Linked DNA regions of Sus scrofa: region 1 is linked to region 2. Evidence: chromatin contacts called from public HiChIP or PLAC-seq data. All regions are on one chromosome and are shown on one strand. Each heading gives the region's core, a stretch centred on a gene start, on an enhancer-like site or on the middle of the called end of the contact. The rest is flanking DNA. Distances are from core to core; before and after follow the strand shown.

Region 1 (3,730 bases), core at 3-2,502, 130 kb before region 2:
ACTAAGCTTTAGGAGTTCCCATTGTGGCTCAGCAGAAACGATTATGACTAGCATTCATGAGGATGCAGGTTCTATCCCTGACCTCACTCAGTGCGCTGATGATCTGGCGTTGCTGTGGCTATGTTGTAGGTCACAGATGCAGCTCGGATCCCGCATTGTTGTTGGCTGTGGTGTAGGCCAGCAGCTACAGCTCTGATTTGACCCCTAGCCTGGGAACCTCCATATGCTGAGGGAGTGGCTGTAAAAAAAAGACAAACAAAGTAAAATAAGCTTCATACTTGGGACCCCAAGAATCTGGATGAAGAAAGAAAAAAGATCAAAATCACATTGTTCTAAATACATAGCTATTTGAAAATATGTAGAAAACCATGAAGAAATCCATGGAACTAGGAGCAAACTACAAGTGCATAGGAGGGGATTTGTCATGCACAAATTGTGGATCAGTCTCTATTGTCCCTGATGGCTCCAACCAGGGAATGTGTCTGTCCTCCTGTTGACATAGGGTGGGCCTAGAACAAAGAAAGTTGATGACATAAACATATCCTTTTCCCAGCACTTGAGTGTGTGTGATTTAACCTTTAACTCCTGCTTGTTGATGTAGGTGAGATGTCACATACTTTCAACTGTTTTAAACTGTTGGCAACTGTTTAAAGTGTTTTCATCACCCAGTCCACTAAGATGGAGTCAGGCTCAGTCTAACCCTTCATTGTAATTAAGCCGCCTCCCCCACCTTCTCTCTTTTCTCTTTGCCACTTCCTCCAGACCACAACAGGAAAGCAGCGACAAAGACCAGGGCTCAGCCTGGTAGTCACTGTAAATCTGCAGTTACTTCAAGTGTTGCTTCCTGTTTTTGAAAGAATACATTCCTAGCATGGAATAGAGACTGAGGTCTTGTGACCAACTGTGAACAAATGATTTAAATCATGACACAAAACAATAGGGAGTCCGTATCAAATACTGTAATCCCGTTTTCATCCTCCTTTAATTCTTCAGACTCAGAGATAAAGCCTCTTACTTCCTCTAGATCAAACCTGAGATGAAAAGACAAAACAGTGCCTTCTACCCAGCTCACACTTAAAGGAAATTCGTTCCACCTTTTCCTGAGGTAAAATCCATCTGTCTACTTTATTCAGGGCAGAAATTTTAAATGGACATATATCTGTTTAATGTTTAAGCAAAAAGTGTAAAATTCTTGCTAGTTTTGCCTTTGCAAGACAACGGTCCTTCTACCGTCAGAGGAGGGGGGCGTAAAAATTCTCAGCAGTGTAATTTCATATGTATTTTTTTCTTAATGGTCATTCTTGGTTTCCTTAGAGATAGGAGACAATTCTACTGTAAGAATTGACTCTTACGCCACCAGCAGAATGACAGTGCATAGAGAACACATACCTGGAAAAATGAACTTGGATAGACTAGACACTACCATCAGCATTTTCATCTTTTCAGTCTGAGCTTGCGCTCATTTCTTGGAAAGGAAATCTCTGTTTCATTAAAGAAAGTGGGTTATGCAAAAATAACAGTGGGAGGCAGTGGGGTGGAGGTAGGGTAGAGGAAGGTCACTGCATGACTCAGGGAAGCTTGTTTCTATAATTAATATCTTAAGCCATTTTACTTCATATTTAAAATAGAATTATATGGTCAGAAGGGGAAAAACCAACACACAGCTAAAATAGAGTTTAAAATCATACATATAGGATACTGATACTGTTACATAGCTAAAGTGGGATGTGTCAAAACTATACATGTATATGTACATCTGTATGTACAGACAGACCTACATATAATCACACATAGCTAAAGTAGGGTGTGTCTTTTATGTGTTTATTAAACATAGATTTTGTTGTTAAAATTTTTATTTTTTATTTATTTTTATCAAAGTATAGTTGATTTACAATATTTCAGGTGTTCAGCAAAGTGATTCAGTTATACATATACCCAGATATATCTACTCTTTTTGAGATTCTTTCCCTTATAGGTTATTGCAAAATATGGAGTATAGTTCTCTGTGCTATACAGTAGGTCCTTGTTGGTTATCTCTCTTACATACAGTAGTGTGTGTGTGTTAATCTCAATTTCCTAATTTATCCCTCCCCACCGTCTTTCCCCTTTGGTAACCATAACTTTGTTTTCTATGTCTCGTGAATCTATTTGTTTCTTTAAATAAGTTCATTTGTATCTTTATTAAAATGTAGATTCTTAAATCATCCATGCTAGATAATAAAAGACCATCTCAGCTGAACTGTCTACTGGGAAATGCATTAAAATCTTTCCACAAAAATGTTTAAAAACCATAGCTTGAATTCTTATTTCACCAGTCATTTAAAGCTGTCACATCCATTAATACACCTTGAAAGTGGTGGGAAAAGTCAGGCACTTTTGGAATCATGATACCTGTTTTAGGTACCATCTTTAATCACTCCTTGCATTAAATAATCCAGTCGCCCAGTGGATTAATTTTAAAGAGTTCATGTACAAGTCAGAAATGGCCTTGAGGATTACCACCTAAAAATATATCCCCTGACATAGAATATCCCATCTGTAGAGAACAAAACTTGGGAAATTGATGTTTTATGGTGCATGCTAATTAAACATTAGAAGCTCCAAATTCAGATTTAAGGCATTATCAAATTTCTTTTCTTTTTTTTGCGTAATAAAGTTTTATGGGAACATAGGTATGCAATCATTTACATATTATTAATGTCTACGTTTGTTAATGATTTCTAAATTACAAGTTAGAGAATGTGAAATTTTACATGATTCAGTCCGACACAGCAGTAATTATCCAGGGAACTACATACTTCTTGGCCTTCATATTTTGACTGACAAGTAGACAAGAAAGGGCAGAAACAAAGGGCAGAGGCAGATTAAGCTCTGCATGATATCAGAGCAGCCCATTAAAGTGACATAATTTAGTCCAAAGCTAATATCACTTGACAATTTAATGTTTTAAATAAAATTTGGTCAAGATGTTTTTGATATAAAGACAAAACCTGCAACACCTGAAACTGTATTTTGTTTGTAAAAAGTATTCCATTAACGTGATGTATGTTTTGTGGCATTTATGCACATCAAGGTATTAGGACAAGGCACAGGAGTTCCCATTGTAGCTCCACGGGTTGAGAACCTGACAGTGTCCATGAGGATGCAGGTTCAATCCCTGGTCTTGCTCAGTGGGTTAAGGATCCTGCATTGCCCCAAGCTGTGGCGTAGGTTGCAGCCATGGCTCCGTCTGGCACTGCTATGATTGTGGTGTAAGCCTGAACTGTAGCTTTGATTCAGTCCCTAGCCCAGGAACTTCCATCTGCCACAGGTGGGGCTGTAAGAAGAAAAAAGAGAGAGAGAGAGAGAGAGAGAAAGGAAACCAGAATAACCAGAATCAAGACATTAGTCAAAGTACCGCATTGGAGAGGGACATCACTGAAGAGTTTGGATGTCAGAGAAGCAGCAGATGGAAAGTGACTTACTGGGTCATAGAGAGTTTGAACCTGCTTCTTATCAAAGTATTCACTGTAATGGTTTGCCTTTCCGCTCCTTCCCAGGCATTCCAGGGATCCCCTCCCCTCTTTGTTTCTTTTACGTGTTCCTTTTGTTCTTCTTTCTCTAGACTCTATGCTGTTGACAAAGCTTATAATTCACAGCCTATAATTTAAAAACTGAAAATGCTGTTTTATTACTGAAATCACATGCCTACAGTTCCATATTATACATACAGCAAAGTATACGCACGTAC
Region 2 (3,802 bases), core at 545-3,044:
AAAAGAAAGAAAGAAAGAAAAGAAAAACAGTTAACTATATGGGGAATTCTTAACTCTGGTCTGACTTGGTTCCAAACATAGGGGAAAGTTTTCTGGTTCAGAGCTTTACAGGTCCTGTAAGTCCTGTAGCATCCTTCCCAGGGGTTAAAAGCAATGGTATGTGCTCTCTGTAAATGCATAACTAGGGTATACCTCCTTGAACCAGGCATGTTTTGTTCCTGAGGCCCCTACGGCAGTGTCAGCATTTATAAGAAAATCTCCTAAGGACTTCTTTTCAGTGTGTATTAACATAGCCTCATTTCCCCAGTTAAATAGGTGGCAAAAATCTTACTGTCTACTCAGCTTGGCCTTTGCAAATAGAATAAGCCTTTGTAAAAAGTATAGGCATTTGAGCTAAGGAATTTAGGCTTTACATCAAATATCAGAAATTTGGCTGCATCATTTCTGGAAGCATCCCTTTTTCTCAAAAGGCTACTTTAAAGATAGTGGTGAAGGCTGTTTGCTGCCCTCTTGGACCCCAGGAGCTGCCTTAGAGGTTAATATTTCACATGTCCTAGTTCAGTACCCCAGCTGAGACAGGCATAAAGTTCCAAAGGACAAAGAAACACATTTCTGACCCATACAAAATGCTGGACACTTTAGCAAGGATATGTTGCTTTGTTCTGGATTCTCCTTAATTTCCTTTCCTGTGTTCAGTTTATGTAGTGCTTTCTGAAAAGCTAACTAGTATTTTTTTTAATTTAATGTATCTAATTATTTATTAAATTCTTTTAGGGCCGCACCCATGGCATATAGAGATTCTCAGGCTGGGGGTCGAATTGGAGCTACAGCCGATGGCCTACCCCACAGCCACAGCAATGCCAGATCCAAGCCACATCGGCGGCCTACACCACCTCTCACGGCAGCGCTGGATCCTTAACCCACTGAGTGAGGCCAGGGATCAAACCTGCGTCCTCATGGGTATTTGTCAGATTCGTTTCCACTGAGCCATGACAGGAACTCCACTAACTAGTATTTTAAAATCAGTAAGATTATGACTTTGAAAGTGGTTTATAAAATACAGGTTAAAATCACTGATATTAGGAAGGTCTCTTGTGGCATATAGGGTTAAGGATCGGGCAGAGTCACTGCAGCAGCTGGGGTCATTGCTATGGCGAGCGTTCGATCCCTGGCCCCCCAGGAATTGAACACATGCTTCAGACTTGGCCAAAAAAAAAAAAAAAAAAAAAACAATGGAATTAAAAAAAAAAAGAGCAGCAGCATATATAGTTGGAAAGGGAACACAGATCATGTTCAATAAACGCAGTGGCTTATTAGTGATTGATCTTGTGTTCCTGAGTACATTTTAATATTCATAAAATAGAGACACATTTATGTCATAGAACTTCCAGGATAAGCGTTTTAAGGGCTTGGTAGGTTAGGTGTTTGTCCCATTCCCCTTAACATTCCCCATCTGTGGAAGGGGGTTACAGTTAAAATGTTCTTAACATGAATGATTCCTTTTACCAGCTTTGAGACTGATCAAGAAAATCCCCCTCTGCTCAGCAAAACAGGGTAAAATAATAGACTGGGAGGGAGGTGGTAAACTCGTCATGGTATTGCTTTAGACCCCTGTAATCATTAATTCATATCATTGCTGATGTCAGTACTTTCCTACTGATGGAAGAGGTAAGTAGGAATAGGATGCACCAGCAAAATTTGTCCCTATGAAAATGTGTCCCTATTCTGAGTATTCCTGGATTTTAGTCCCTGCATGAATCACTTTAAGGGCTAAATAAACTACAGCACAGATTGTTTTCTACTGCAAAGGACATAGTCATCCTAAAATGACTCACAGTCTTCTGGTATACATTTCTCAGAGCCTTCTGAGAAACCAAAAAAAAAAAAAAAGTTGCAAAATCTCTCCTGGTCATCTGATTCTTGTGCCATGGAAAGGGGACATCATCCCCACATTCTTCCAGAGAGGTTGGTATTGAGTCCAAAATCCACGTTATGTATCTTCACTCAAATGAAGGTAATTTCATCGACTCAGCCTAGTTTCATCTACAACTTTCTATTGTATAATGGACTGTAAAAAGGAGTCAAGACTATACAATAATGTTCGATCCTCATCTGTTTCCAGATGTGTATTCTTATTTCTTTTCCAGCTTCCAAAGAAGGAAACAGCCCATTCCTAAAAGTAGAAAAACTAACCAGCTAGGTTTAGAGGGGAAGCTGCTCATGTGGCTTTTTGTATGGGTTTTTGAATGTTAATTAGTAATTCCTCTTTTATGATAACACCCCTTGTGTGTTTCCTGATTAATTTTTGGTCCTTGGTCCGAAGAGTCCCTGGACTAAACCCAGTAAATGAAAAAGACTATACTGGCTGGTTGTCCTGCACCCACTTGTTCCCCTTTATATGTATATATTTAAAACAAAACAAAACAAAAAACACCTTTTACCTTACTAAAGCTCTAAAACAGATCCCAGAGTTCCCGTTGTGGAGCAGTGGAAATGAACCCGACTAGGAACCATGAGGTTGCGGGTTCGATCCCTGGCCTCGCTCAGTGGGTTTAAGAATCCAGTGTTGCCATGAGCTATGGTGTAGGTCTCAGACACGGCTCGGATCCTGTGCTGCTGTGGCTGTAGTGTAGGCCGGCAGCTGCAGCTCCAATTAGACACCTAGTCTGGGAACCTCCATATCCCATGGGTGTGGCCCTAAAAAGACAAAAAATAAATAAAATAAAATAAATAAAATTAAATAAAATAAAACAGATCCCATATCTTGATGCAAACTAGACTTTCTTCGGTGATTCCCTAGTTTAAGAAAGCAGTCACAGAAAAGAGTAGGCATCTTTGGGTCCCCATGTCCTCTTTTCAGCCCAAAGTCTTTCCAAAAAATCAGCTCATTATAAAAGCTGCTAAAGATTTTGTGAGCTAGTTGACAATTCTGTAGCATTGTTGGAAGCATTATGCATTTGAATTTTAAACGTATTTAAGTTGATCATTCCAACAGAGGGACATAAGTCTGAAAGCAAGACTTCTTCTGTCCACCACATGTCAAATGATAACTGGGGCATTTGGGGATTCTGTGATGAGGGGTTTTCTCTTTAAACCTGGAGAAAAAGGTGAATGTATATCACTCTGGCACACGTGTAACTGGAGGTACACTTTTGTTAAAATTTTTCAATAAACTTTCAACATTCCTTTATAAAGGGATTTATCTTTTGAGTCTTGGAGCCTATGGGGAGAATCTACCTTCCAGTCATTTCAGGGAACTTAGATACCTTTTAGATTGTATGGCCTGTGATGAAGACCAGCCCTTGATTATTATAACCCAACCTATGCCTCCCTTTTCTTCAAGGAATATGCTAAAATACTAAAGGAACCTTTTCTCCCTATTTTTTTTTCTCCCTTGCCCCTTGTAACTGCTCACCCCAAACAGTGAAAGGATATAAAGGATACCACATACCTTAAAACAATTCCATTGCTGCTACATGTTTTGGACACCTAGTGTCCAAAAAGAGAATTTTTGGAGTTCCCACTGTGACGCAACAGAAATGTATCTGACTAGGAACCATGAGGTTGCAGGTTCGACCCCTGGCATCGCTCAATGGGTTAAGGATCTGGTGTTTCCGTGAGCTGTGGTGTAGGTCACAGAAGTGGCTTGGATCCTGCATTGCTGTGGCTGTGGCATAGGCTGGCACCTGTAGCTCCGATTTCACCCCTAGCCTGGGAACCTCCATATGCCACGAGTGCGGTCCTAAAAAGCAAAATAAATAAATAAAATAAAAAGAAGTTTTCTGGAGTTCCTGTCGTGACT

Evidence for each region. HiChIP or PLAC-seq counts read pairs in DNA pulled down with a chosen protein or histone mark.
Region 1: an H3K27ac HiChIP or PLAC-seq map of alveolar macrophages shows a contact between it and region 2. The contact joins two enhancer-like sites. A contact is called at or near these places in 1 of 47 Hi-C or Micro-C datasets (brain) and 1 of 2 datasets of contacts at active chromatin or transcription factors (alveolar macrophages).

What each region holds. Positions count from the first base shown.
Region 1 is chr16:24,752,958-24,756,687 of Sscrofa11.1, reverse strand. The region is part of intron 1 of DAB2 (disabled homolog 2); the gene reads left to right. The region is part of intron 2 of LOC102163534 (a long non-coding RNA gene); the gene reads right to left. Among named protein-coding and RNA genes, the nearest start is that of DAB2, 22 kb to the left of the region's middle. Within about 2 kb of position 1,252, at least 25 of the 83 cell types and tissues checked have an H3K27ac peak or open chromatin away from gene starts, as enhancers often do. A contact at or near this core is called in alveolar macrophages, where this site is marked.
Region 2 is chr16:24,619,428-24,623,229 of Sscrofa11.1, reverse strand. The region is part of intron 2 of DAB2 (disabled homolog 2); the gene reads left to right. Among named protein-coding and RNA genes, the nearest start is that of C9, 45 kb to the right of the region's middle. Within about 2 kb of position 1,794, at least 4 of the 83 cell types and tissues checked have an H3K27ac peak or open chromatin away from gene starts, as enhancers often do. A contact at or near this core is called in alveolar macrophages, where this site is marked.